Linked DNA regions of Ovis aries: region 2 is linked to region 1. Evidence: chromatin contacts called from public Hi-C data. All regions are on one chromosome and are shown on one strand. The core of a region is the stretch at or near the end of the contact, and the rest is flanking DNA. Distances in the headings are between cores, read along the strand shown.

Region 1 (7,075 bases), core at 3,284-5,783:
AAGTCAGTTACTTAATTAAAGAGGCGAAGAAACCAAGAATTACAAAATGTGTAACAAATCCTGTGTTCCTACTAGAGCTCACCACAGGTCTAATACAGCTCCCATCCCAGTTATACTCTATACCACGCTCCCCTCAACAGTAAGGGCTTGGAAGTACTGTACTGAGGTGTCATCCCTAACATCCTGCACAATGCCTAGTACGCAGCAGGTATTCAATATCTATTGAATGAACAAAGACTATCAAGTTATTCCAGCCCACCAAAATTATGACATTCATCAAAGCAGTTTTTCTAACTGAACTCTGACAAACACCTTTTCCTCTAAGAACATGAAACTAAGCATGAGACTAAGATCCAAGGTGCCATGAGAAATAATATTTCTTGGAAAGTACAGGAAGGAGTCAAAGATCAAAAATTCTCTAGTCTCAGGTCCAAGTAAACAACATCTTGGATTGGTGAAGATTTTAAATAAAACATCACAAATATATCTTACATATTGTACTAAAATCATAAATAGGTTTTATACTTTGTTCTAAAGCCCTCCTATCAGAGCAGCGGGGTGAGGCAGCAGTTTTGTAAAGATGCACAGGAAGCCGTAACACTGCCCGTGAACGGGGCCTGATCTTATGCTCCTGGAACAAAAGCAGTGAACAAGAAGGGAAAACAGGAGGAAAGGAAAAGGAGTCTGGGGTACAATCATGAGGAATCTGCTGAACTGCAGATCTGGGGAGGTGACAGAGCAGGGGCATGTTTTTCAAAACTCTACACGTAACCATACAAAAAGCCCAGCGTAAAGAAGCTATGCCAATACTTATTCATTAGCAGTTTTTGTCTGAGTGACTGAGGAGTTTTGACAAAATGTGGCATAGAATCGAGACACATCCTGTTAGTATCCTTGCAATAGACCCACGGGAAATCTCTTCCACATTAGAGGGTAAAAAGAAGTTAATATTTCCATACAGAGTACCTTCAAGACTACTGTTAAATATTTGAGTGGAACAACTGATAGGATTTAAAAGTTCACTGGAACTGTGAGCCAGATCTCCTCCCCTTCGATGCATCTGCATGATCCATCCAGTTTGCTCTTTGTTTTTAAGTGTGTTTCAAGTTGGCTATGAGCAGTGTTCATTATCATCATTTTACTCACCTTACTAACACCAACTCCAGTAAACCTGGCCTCTAATAATTCCTGCCGTCGGGGGTCCAAGCTATGCAATTCTTCCATCATTTCTACTGAAAAAGAAAAAGTAGGTTGTGAGACCCGAAAAGCTAAAACATGAAGAACCAGTTCTTGGATACAACAAAATGCACAGTAACTATTTTGCAGAATATTCATATACAGGTAAACCTCAAATAAATATAGCATACAAGTAATAAACCACAAGGCACTATATCAAATAGTAATACACTTAAAGTTACAAAGTGGCTCAAAAGTCTTCTTCTGAGGGTCACTTATTCTTAACTAGTTCTGATTTGACTTTAACAGCAAAAAAAACCCTCAAAACTTTCATATAATCTCTGTAAAAGCTGAGCAAAGCCCAGCTTACAAAAAAAGAAAATTTCTTCTATCAACCTTTGAATTTAGGTAAGTACTTAAGGATATTTCCTTCCCAAACACACAGGAACTAGTTCTTAAACTAAAAATATGAATCATTAATAATAACTTCAAAATAATACAGCATGAATCAGAAGCTACTAATAACTTAAAATAACGCTATTGTATTACGCCTCCTTTCTCTGAGGAGCATGAAAAAAGGAATTAATTACTTCATTTTAATAGAGAACCCATGGTAAAACCATCAACCTGCATCCACTCAGGAAATTAGTATGGCTCCATAACCACCCCTTTACAAAATCTTTCTCTGCCACTCCCTGGAGCAGTAGGTTGCTCTAGACATCTGCTTTTAGCACTCCTTCCAAGCAGGGAGGGGCAAGAGGACACCATTTTTAAACTCCTTCCACGACCAATTAATGCACAGGCTACTCTCAGCAAACACCTCCATCGTTTGCAAGAAATCATCTCTTGCAGAACGCATTGGAAACCGCCCAAATATTAAAAGTAGAAAAGGTACATATACCATTACCTACAACCCCTTTGAACATATTACTAAATAGCTACTGGAATGATTGGCATGATTTAAAAGTTCACTGAAAACATGAATTAAACATGCCCCTCTGCAATCTAACAACTCCACAATTTTCAGTAACAACCCCTACAAAGCCTCCAGTTTCATTTCCCTTCCTGGATTGAGAGCCTGGGGCAAAGAGGAATGAAAGGGTGGCAAATTAAAGTTTCACCCACACAGACAAGTGCAGGTTAGAGAGGGAATTAGGAAATTCTCAGAAGGGCAGAAAGGTATCTCAGAAAAGAAAAGAGAAAAAGAAAAAAAAAAGAGACTGAGACAGTGTTTCCCTAAGTGGCCTTCGTCGAGTCTCGCCCTGCCCTAATCGAGGCCGGAATGGCAGAAGTTGCAGCCTCTCTTCAAGCCCCAGGGTCTCTCGGCACGTTTCCTAAACCTCCATCCCCAGGCCTGGCCCGGAAAATGACGCCCCAGCGGTTATTCCATTTAATGTCAACTCATGTTAAGGAAAGATCCACTCAGTCTCATTCCAGCGGGGCCTTGGACTGGGATCCTCCCTGTAGCCCACAGCCGGAAAGCAGGACCGATGGGGCCTGGTCCCGGCGCCCCTCGTCTCCCGCCGGCTCCAAACTTTCCCCAACTCCAGGCCCACCTGTCACGGAGGGAGGGCGGGCCAGCTCTCGGGGGCGCCCGGGAGGCTGCCGGGGCCTCCAGCTGCCCGGGTGCCCCCATCTCCCCGCCGGCCGCAAGCCCCACTCCCAGGCCGGGGCCGCCTGGGCCTCTCCCATCTTCGACCCGGCCCCTCGGCGACCCGCAGCCCTCGGGAAGCCCCTCCCGCTTCAGCGCCGGGGAGCTGCGGCCCGGCGCCGGCCCCCGGGTGGGCCCGGGCCGCAGCCTCCTCAGCCGAGAGGGTCGCCCGGACGGTTAATACCTCAGGCCCGGCGCCCTCCCCCGCCCGGGGCTCAGCCTCTCACCTGCCGCCGCCGCTGCCGCCGCCGCTGCCGCCGCCGCCGCTCCACGCTCCTCCCGGGAGGGGCCCCGACCCGACCCGGCTGCGGACCGCTCTGCTCTCCCCCTGGGCAGGCCCGGGGCGGAGCCGGGGCCTCTCCTGAGCGCCGCAACCCCCCGCCCGGGCAGCCGCCGCCGGCGCTGGGCTCCACGAGAGGGCGGGCGGGGGAGGGGGGCCTCGGAGGCCGCAGATCCCCGGGCTCGCGTACAGAGCCAGGCGCCTGACGCGGGCCCGGGCCCGGGCGGCCGCGGGGGGCGCGGGACCGGTCTCCTGGCGCCGGACAAAGGCCAAGGGAGGCGCAGAAGGGCCCAGGCCCGGCCGGGAGGTGGGGGCCCGCTCGGCTAGGGGCCACTCGGGTGCGGCGCGGAAGGCGGGGGGGTCGGAACCGCTGGAGCCCAGGACCCGCCTCCGGCCCCTTAATCCGGATCGGTTCGGTCCGGATTAGTAGTGATCGGTGTAAACACACTAGTGAAACCGCGTGTTTCCTCGCGAGATTTGCACGGTTGGGAGGCAGGGGGGGTCCTGGGGGGGTGGGGGAAGTGCCGACAGTGGGGGAGGAGGGGGAGGGGACGAGGAAGGTGGGGGGGTCCCCGCTGCCCCGGCGCCCCGCCTCCTCCAATCAGCGGCCGGCCTGCCGGGCAGGGGTTAACCAGGGGACCCCGCGCAGGCGAAGGAGGCCGCCGCCTCGCCGGGCGGCTGAGGGCGGGCTGACGGGCGGCGCCGACGGACGCACAGCGACGCGAGGGGAGGTCTGACCCGGCTGGGCCGGAGTCCCGGAGACCCCGCAGCCGTCTTCGTAAAATCGGCCCCCGCCCCGCGGGACCGGCCCCAGCCGAGCGGTTGGGCCGGCGCCCTGGGTCGCGGACCAACGGTGGAGGGGCCTCGCTGCCTGGGCCGGGCGCTTCCCGGATCCGCCTCGCCGAACCCTGCGCCCGCCTAATCCCTGATCTCCACGAGTTTGGGTGAGAAGTGAGGTTGCTCTGCCCAGGATGGATTTTAGAGGAAGAAAGCCGTGAGCCGACGAACCCCGCCCGAACTTCCCCGGAGACTCCCAGTTAGTGAGTTGGCTGTGTCCCCCCGTGTTGGCTAGCTCCCACGCCCCGCCACGCTCCAAACTCACCGTCCCGCTCCCCAAATCCACGTTTGCGCCGTGGAAAGCGGACAGAGGTTCACCTCCACGTACCTGGTTGGCAGGGCGTCTTTAGGGTCAAGTGGTGCTCTGGGATCAAGGCTGAGCCCCCACCCCCACCACAGTGTTGCCCTTCGGAAGGCGGGAGGTGGGGGGGCGCTGCCCCAAAGGGACTCTATCGGTGCGCCCTGGGGGAGGTTCCATTTCAACCTTTGATTAAAAACAAGGCTCTCCTGGGTACTTAGGGGGCTCTAAGAATAAGTGCTAGAATGGGGAAAACAGGCCTGCCCCTCTCTACCGAGGAATGGGAAATAGACCAGGATGCAATAGCTCTTTCAGCTAGGCGGCTTCCTGCACAGAAGGCTCCCATTCTGATCGCCCAGCACCAGAGGAAAAATCACATTCTCCACCGACATCTGAGCCAGGACGCTGACTTCTACGCAGATACCCAACTTTTTATTTTCCTCTGATGCTTCCTTGATCAGATGTATGAAGATGTATGACAACGAGTGGCTTGGGGAAAATTCATAAAATGAGCAAGAGCCTTGAACTTTTCCAGGGGGTAGGCAAGTATTTCAGATGATGTTTCTGCCTTTCTTGCTTCCTTACTCTTAATTCTTCCTGTATTCATGGAACACAGACCTGCTGAAAGGGTAAAGGATGGCAGTTTACTTATTGTTAGTTGTTCAGCCTTCCAAATCCTTGGGCACATTCAAGCACTGTAGAAAAAAATCCATTCAGCCAAGAGTCACCTTGTTTCAAATCCCAGCCAGGTTGGGCCTTGCACACATATTTCGATAGATAACAGTGTTTGAAAGGGAGGGGGAGAGCAAGTTCCAGGCAGAGGGTAGGAAAAAGGGCAAGGTAAGGACTATCAAGGGGGCAGGAGAGCCAAGAGTATGTTCCTCTACAACTCAAAAGAGAAAACCACCTGAGACAAGTTCTGTCCTTACAGTGAATGATCGAAAAAGTAAGTGCTTAAAATGACACTGGAACATCTCAGAAGAGAAGAGTTTAAGAGAAAGAACACTGGACAGAGCTGGAGCTGAGCTCTGGCCAGCTCCTCCACAGACAAACTGCTTGGGCCCGTTACCTAACCTTTCAAGTGTCGCCAACCTCATCTATGAAGGAGTTTGGGCCAGAGGATTCCCAGAGTCCTTTCCAGGTCTAAAGGGCTATGATTCCATTTTTTGAGGTAACTATGAAAAAAATAAAACTGAAACTAGTCATTGAAATTCAGGAAAAGACAAGATTTTGTTTCACTTTGCCTAGTGTGTTTTTCCCTGCATGTCAGAACACTGACACTATCATAGGTCTGTTCATAGCCCACCCCATATCTAACACTCATCCCGAGAGGAATTGCTCATAGGAATTTCATGAATTTGCTTACCACAAAAATGGTGTACTTCTGTTTGTTGTTCAGTCACCCAGTCCTGTCCAACTCTTTGCGACCCCGTGGACTATAGCATGCCAAACCTCTCTGTCACTCACCATCTCCATTAAGTTTGCCCACATTCATGTCCATTGCATCAGTGATGCCATCCAGCCATCTCATCCTCTGATACCCTCTTATATGCTTCTGTTTATAAGCATATAAACTACTAGGCTTCCCTAGTAGCTCAGATGGTAAAACATCTGCCTGCAATGCAGGAGACCCGGGTTCGATCCCTGGGTCGGGAAGATCCCCCAAAGAAGGAAATGCAACCCACTCCAGTATCCTTGCCTGGAAAATTCCATGGACAGAGGAGCCTGGCGGGCTACAGTCCCTGGGGTCACAAAGAGTTGGACACAACTGAACAACTAACACACATAAGCATATAAGTGAAAATATCAAATACTAACAATCAGAAAAAAGAAATAATAGATGGATGATTTTGTTGTTGTCCAATGGTTCTCACGATATAATTTAACCTTGAGTTCATGAACCCACTTGTTTAAAGTGTGTTGGCTCACAGAGCAACTTTATGAAACTCAGCTTCTCAAAGGCTGGCAAATGGTGTCCCCATGCAAAAGCCCAATTGCTATCAGAAGGCTCAAACAGGGATTCATCTAGATGTTCCCATTGATCCTGCCTTCAGGGTAGCATATAACAAGTCCTCCAGGTCCATGTTCATAGACACAGAAGGGACAAGGGAGCTGGCGTTCCCTAAGCTGTGTTCTGCAGGTTTCAACAGGTTAAATGCTTTAAAGGGAGTGGATGTACATTGGTCCTCAGGACTCTAGGTTAAAGTTAAGTGGAATCCTTTATTTCAGCACTTCTTAGAACCTAAAGTGTATGATACACACAAGACCATCTCCAGGAGAGGGACTGGGGTATCCACTGGTTTCTAATTTGATTTTTTGAACCACCACCCTGGTATTTTTTTTGGTTGGTTGGTGGTTTCTGATACTGATGGGAGATACTTTGAGAAAGACACTGGAGAAACCTAGTTTAGCCCTTCTTTGCCCTTTTACCTATACCACAACTAATGAATGTCCACAATCTTCTTAAATGCTTTATAATATCCACCATCTTCAGTGAAAAGACTATGGCATGTTTCACCAAGTAGGGGACCCTCACGTGCACCTTTTCTAAAAGGAGCCTGCAAGATGTTGGCTAAGAGGACAAACTCTTGGTCCAGGGCCCTGGTTTTCATCTTGGCCCTGCCTCTTACCAGCTGTGTTGCCTTAGGCAAGATATTTAACTTCTCTAAGCCTCAGTTTCTTTACCCATCAAATGGTGTTAAAACTGCACAAGCCCTGGAGGAGGAAATGGAAACTCCAGTATTCTCCCCTAGAAAATTCCATGGCCAGGAGAGCCTGATAGATCATAGTGCATGTAGAGCTGGACACAGCTGAGCCTGCACACAATTATTGA
Region 2 (6,313 bases), core at 1,975-4,474, 60 kb before region 1:
AAAATCATATGGAAATGCAAGGGATTCCATGGCCAAAAAAAGTCTACAAACGACATAAAAGTCTATCTCACTTCATTGGTCAACTGTAGAGCATCCCATTGTATATACATACTATATTTTATTTAACTAGTCCTTATATGAAAGATAGCTTCATTAATTCATACAACATATAATTAAACTGCGTGTATATGAGAGCAGATCCTGTTCCAGCGTTGGCGGTGCACAAGTGAACAAAGTTAAGTCCTTGACCTGATGCAGCTTACATTTCGGTGGAGGGGAGTTAGGATGGGAGTGAGGAGTGAGACAAAGAAGTAAATTATAGCAGGTAAGCTGGTGATAAGGCTAAGAAGAAAAATTAGGGCACAGCAGCTATATAACGTTTGGGGGGAGCAGGAAGGAGTGCTATCTTATACAATACAGCCTTTCTAATAGGCTGTAGACTTAAGCAGAGACTAGAGAGAACCAAGGGGACAAGGCAAGGTGATATCTAGAGGAAGAATGTTAAGATAAAGGCCCTGAGGTGAGAGACAACAGGCAGTATTTCAAGAAGAAAGGCAGCCCGTGAGGATGGAACTTGGTGAGGGAGGGAGGCAGTAGTAACAGATGTCAAAGTGGTGGGAAACAGGCCATGCAAGGCATTATGTGCCATTATAAACACTTGTGAGCAGGGGAGTGGCATGCCTGGACTTAAGCTCCAATGGGATCACTCTGATCTGCTAAGAACAAAGGCAGACGCTAACAGTTCAGGTAGGAGGCTGCCACCATGATCTCAGTGGGAGACGAGATTTGAGTGGTCATCGTTAAGGGCAGGAGAAGCGGCAGGATTCTGAATATATTTTGAAGGTAAAATCAGTAGACTTGCTGATGGATTCAGAATTAGGATATAAAATAAAGAGATAAGACTAGAATGACTCCAGGATTTTTGAACAATTGTAAGCTGAGAGCTGATAACTACTGAGATGTGGAAGAAATGGGGTTTGGAATGGGGGAACAAAGTGAAGAATTCAGCTTCGGTTGTGTTAAATTTGGTATGCCTATTAGACACAGACAACTGACTACATAGGTCCAGAATTCAGGGAAGGGCTCTGGGCTGCAGATGTAAATTTGGAAGTCTTCTGAGTATAGGTGATGATTGAAAGTAAGAAACTAAACGAGACTCTCCTTACTGAAAGATGGTATACAAGAGGACTGAAGACTGAGCCCTGAGGCACTCCAATATTTGGAGATCCAGGAAATGAAGAAGAACCAAAAGGGCAGAAGCAAAGAAAAGACCATGTGCTTAGAGAAGGGACTGATCAACTGCAGCTAATGAATTATATTGAATAAGTTCTGAGAACTGATTGCCAGACTTAGCAACGTGGAGATAACAGGTATTCTTGTTAGAAGTTCCTCTGAAACACTGTGGAAGGACACTGCTTCCAGATTTTTGCAATTTATAAACAATACAATAATCTTTGTGTAGTTCATGGGAATGGAATTTCAGGACCCAAGGATACGTAAACTTAACACTGAGATATACTGTCAACTTGTACAACTGACTGTACCAATTTATACATACACATAGCACTGTATGTGTATCTAAACCACTACCTGTACCAAGAATCACCAAGTTTACTAGTCCTTGTCAATTTGATAAGTTATTTTATTTTGCATTTCTCTATATCTAAAGTTAACCAATTTTCCACATTTAGACATTTGTCCTTTTTTTCCCCTGTTAAAACTGCCTGTTCATAGCCTTTGCCTTTTATTTTTTTTAAAGGAAACGCTTGTCTCTATTAACCAACATTTGTTAAGCTAACTTTTTTGCTTTTCTCCTTTTTTATCTCCCTGTTTATATCCCAGTTGGAACTGCAGAGAAGCAAAGAGAAACAGAACTATATCAAAGCTTCTAGGCCTTTGGTTTTTATACTATATTTCCATGTTCCTTCTTCAGATGTGATTACCATATTACTCCTCTATAAGAAGGTATTCCAAAGCAAAGAGATGCTGGGCCATCATGGTGGCAGTGGAGATGGTGAGAGATGGTCAGATTCTAGATATAAGTATGTTTTCTGATAGATTAGATGTAGAATATGAGGAAAAAAGGAGGCATTAAAGATAAAGCCACATGTATTAGTTCTCTATTGCTCAGCAATAAATTACCCCCAAACTTAAAGAACTGTGAGGTAATACATGGGTACTGTTTTAAGCTGAGGAAGGAAAGAATGAGAGAAGGAAGGAAGGGCAGAAGGGATTCAAATAATACACAATGATCCCTATCTAATTATTTTATTATTTTTATCTTCTTTCCTTAAGACACCCACCATTTCATGGCCTTTTTTAATACAATCATGCGTGGGTTAATCCCAGAGATTATAGAGATTTATTTGCTCAGAAACCATGGAGGAAATAAGGAGGAAACAGATTACTAGAGAAAATGAACCAGTAACAGAGAAAGAAACGTTGATCAAGGTATTGTTAGCTCTGAAGAAGGCCCCTAAAAATGGAAGGATAGGGCAATGGGGCTTTCTGTTGCTTTACTGCATCACTGAAAACAAACAGGTCCTTGGAAGAGTAAAGAAACCAAGAAAAGCAACAACTTTTAAGTCAAACTGCATTTTAACTTGGCAAATAAACAAATGGGGTCAAACATTTATAATAATCAAATTCCTGTTCTTCAAGGAAGAAGAAGTAAGCTGAAAGGAACAAACAGGTAGCCAAATAGTCTTGGAAAAGCAACTGTGCTAATACTCTGAAGAAATGAGAGAAAGCAAGCATGCAGGCTGTCCAGATACCATAGAGGGGAAAATGACTAGTAAGCGTGCCTGTCCCCACACTAATATTTTATTAACTTGACTATTACTTCAAATAAGTGATGGTTGGAGTCTGGAGATTTTATTTTTAATTTGTAATGGAATTTAATCTGTATTTTCTGTTCTTTGTCAACCTAAGGTTGTGTTTTCCATCCCACAGGACACTCAGACTTTGATAAAGCAGTCTCTCTCAGTGCCTTGAGCCAAGCGGGGCCGAGCACAAGCACACATCTTTACAGGTAACACAGAGTTAGAAATCATCATCTCTCACCAAAATCCTTACTCAAACTCCATCTCAGCTCCAGGAAAACAAGGATGTGCATAAACGCAGCCTCAGTACTCACTGAAACAAAAGTGAAGCAGAGGCCAGCTCCCCTCTGTGCCAGCTGCTCTGTGTCGAGCCGAGGTTTTGCCAGCATCACTGACATAAGTGTTGGCAGGGCAGACTGCTCCTCTGACACCTCCTTTGTAGCGCTGCCATCTAAACCATAGAGAGGCTGTTCTACTCGCCGCTGGAAAACATGAAAGAACACACACAAATTACATGACAAAGAAAATATCTGATACTGCCAAAACGTGCAACAGATTAAAACACAGTTATCAGATTTAAGGACTTAAAAAAAAAACCCTCTGAAAACAAATATGGAGAGTACAGTAACATTATCACTGGATCTTAGTACATTTTAATGGTTCTATATTTACAGAACTCTGAATCTGCAGGTTACTTTGTAGAGTTCAACAAATAATTTCATTATACCCTCAATTCTACAAGGAAATGCTATTTCTAACCTCTAGGTTAATAAAGATTAAGGCATTTGGCCCCTACTTACTTCACTCTCTATTCTATTCTATTACCATATTATACCCATATGCAAAATATAAAATAAATACAAACAAAAGAATAATATACCACAATTATGTATGGTTTATTAAATGTAAAATGTAAGGATAGTTCATTATTCTATCTACTAATGTAATTCACTACATTAATGTTGGTGTGGGAGGGCAGAGAATCAAGATTCTTTCCTTTAGATGCAAAAAGATTTGCACATTGTTGGGCAATACTTAAAAAAACTACAGGATTCCATTTATAATTCAACAGAGTATTTTTTCAGAAATAAACATAACTGTAATTAATGGTGCTATACTTGAGATACCTTCATTAAAATTAGGAACTAAATAGGGGTTAACACATTAATATCACAGTCATTCAACATTATCATAGAATTTTTAGCCAAAGTGATAAGGAAAACAATATGAGGTATAAACACTGGAAAATATCAAACATTAGAAAGTGTCAATTTTGGATGATATAACTATTCACAAAGGAATCCAAACAAATCAACTGAAAAACAACAAATAAGAGTTTAGTAAGATGGCCAAATATAAAAAAAATACACAAAAATCAGTAACTTCCCCATATATCAACAACTTGATTATAATCAGAACAAGCAGCATCAGGAAAAAATCAGATTCAAAATTATCTGTAAAATACTTAGAAGGAAACAATATGCAGATTACACGTAAAACAAAAACTATAGCTCACTGACAAACATAAAAGACAACCAACGTTAAATGGCAAAACACTATGCTCCTGAGTTCAAATTTTATATATGTCAAATCTCACTAAAAGCCAGTGCGTAGGGCTTTTTGTGTATTTTTGCTTCTGTTTTTGCAAGAAAAGGTGTTGTGGTAGTACAGCGATCGATCATCTAGATTCTCCTCTGCTCTTTGGGGAGATTGTTTCTATGGATTTTCACATTTTAGTTCTGAGGTCCACTTGGAAAAATAATCAAAATTAGCCATGTAATTTTTGATAAAGGGTACCAGGGAAACCTGACCAGCTATTAAAACTTACTGCAAAGCAACACTGGCCTCTCTGGTGGCTCAGTGTTTAAGAATCTACCTGCCAGTGCAGGAGACAACCCTGGCTTGGGATGATCCCGAGAAGGAAATGACAACACACTCCAATATTCTTGCTTGGGAAACCCCATGGACATAGGAGAGCCCGGTGGGCTCCAGTACAATGGGGTTGCAAAGACTTGGACGTGACTTAGTGACTAAACAAGAAGAACAAAGCAACATTAACCAAATAAGCATAATACTGGTAAAGGAACAAGCAGACTAACCAGTGGCACAGAAAAATCAGAAAGAGCCCCATATAAAACGGATGTATAATCTGTGATTATATTGCATTTCTAATTAGTGGGAATTTTATTACAAAGATGATAGGATATGTACATAGATATTAGACAAAAGGAAAAGTACATTACTTCCTTATAGTATACATAAAAATTATAAGAAAATATAAACAAATGCTATTATGACTTTCTAGTGGTGAGGGCTTTTTAAACATAACATTAAAAACACAAACCATATAGGAACATCTAAGAATAAGACAAAACTAGTAATAAGTCATGAAGAGAAAAACATTGATAAGTTTGATCACTTCTAATTTTTTGACTTCGGAATGGTGCAAGTGGACATAAACAAGTTAAAAAACAAATTATAAAGAGGCAGAAAATATTCACACCATAAGTGACAATGAGCTAACAATCTTAATAAATAATGTGTTCCTACCCATCAGCAAGACAAAGCAAATACTTGAATAAATAGGCAAAGGAACTGAATAAGCATTAAAAGAGAAATCCAAAAGGCCACTAAACATATGAAAAGATGTTTAATATCACTGATGAAGAAATGCAATTTAAAACAAGGTATTTTTCTCACTAGCAAAGACTATTATGTAAAATTCAGTATTAGAAGGATAGGAAGAAATTGGGACTCTCAAACTGCTGATGACCTGCTAGCAATTATGTGATGATTTTTCATTTTATTTATTTTAAACTGATGCATAGTTGATTTATAATGCTATGTTAGTTTCAGGTATACAGAAAAGTGATTCAGTTATATTTATGTAACTGAACACATATTTTCTTTCTCAGATTCTTTTCCTTTATAAGTTATTATAAAATATGAATACAGTTGCCTGTTCTATACAGTAAGTCCTTGTTGGCTATTATTTTATATATAGTAGTATATATATTAATATGTTAATTTCAAACTCCTATACATCCACCCTTTCCCCTGTATAACCGTAAGTTTGTTTTCTATGTCTGTGGGTCTATTTCTATTTTATAAATAAGTTTATTTGTATCATTTTTTAAGATCCCGATATAAGTGATTTTATATGGTATTCGCCATTCTCTGTCTGGCTTGCTTCACTTAGTATGATAATCTCTAGGTCCATTCGTGTTGCTGCAAATGGCACCATTTCATTCTTTTTAATGGCTGAGTAATATTCCAGTGGATGTGTGTACACACACCGTATCTTCTTTATCCATTCATGTGATGACATTTTAAAGTGTGCATATTCTTTGACTTGGGAACTAACCTTTGGAAATTTATCCAAAAAAAACAAATGCATAAGCACAGATGTACAAACAAGGATATTCATTACAGCATTACTAGAGAATACAAAATATTTAAGTCTATCGTCTAGATAAATTTATACAATGGAA

The links. A called contact is a pair of places that touch in the nucleus more often than the background predicts.
Region 2: a contact with region 1 is called in a Hi-C map of hypothalamus, with 1.8 times the contacts expected there. The contact joins the enhancer-like site here to the promoter of TLK2 in region 1. A contact is called at or near these places in 2 of 16 Hi-C or Micro-C datasets (hypothalamus and mixed tissues).

What each region holds. Positions count from the first base shown.
Region 1 is chr11:46,640,309-46,647,383 of ARS-UI_Ramb_v3.0, reverse strand. It overlaps TLK2 (tousled like kinase 2), which reads right to left and starts at 4,533. Exons shown (of 21, transcript XM_060395760.1): 1 at 4,273-4,533; 2 at 1,147-1,232. The coding sequence starts at 1,227. LOC105612788 (a long non-coding RNA gene) reads left to right here and starts at 3,788. Exons shown (of 2, transcript XR_006061249.1): 1 at 3,788-4,780; 2 at 5,174-5,453.
Region 2 is chr11:46,700,087-46,706,399 of ARS-UI_Ramb_v3.0, reverse strand. It overlaps TLK2 (tousled like kinase 2), which reads right to left. Exons shown (of 21, transcript XM_060395760.1): 6 at 3,137-3,304. Among named protein-coding and RNA genes, the nearest start is that of TLK2, 60 kb to the right of the region's middle. Within about 2 kb of position 3,224, at least 9 of the 54 cell types and tissues checked have an H3K27ac peak or open chromatin away from gene starts, as enhancers often do. A contact at or near this core is called in hypothalamus, where this site is marked.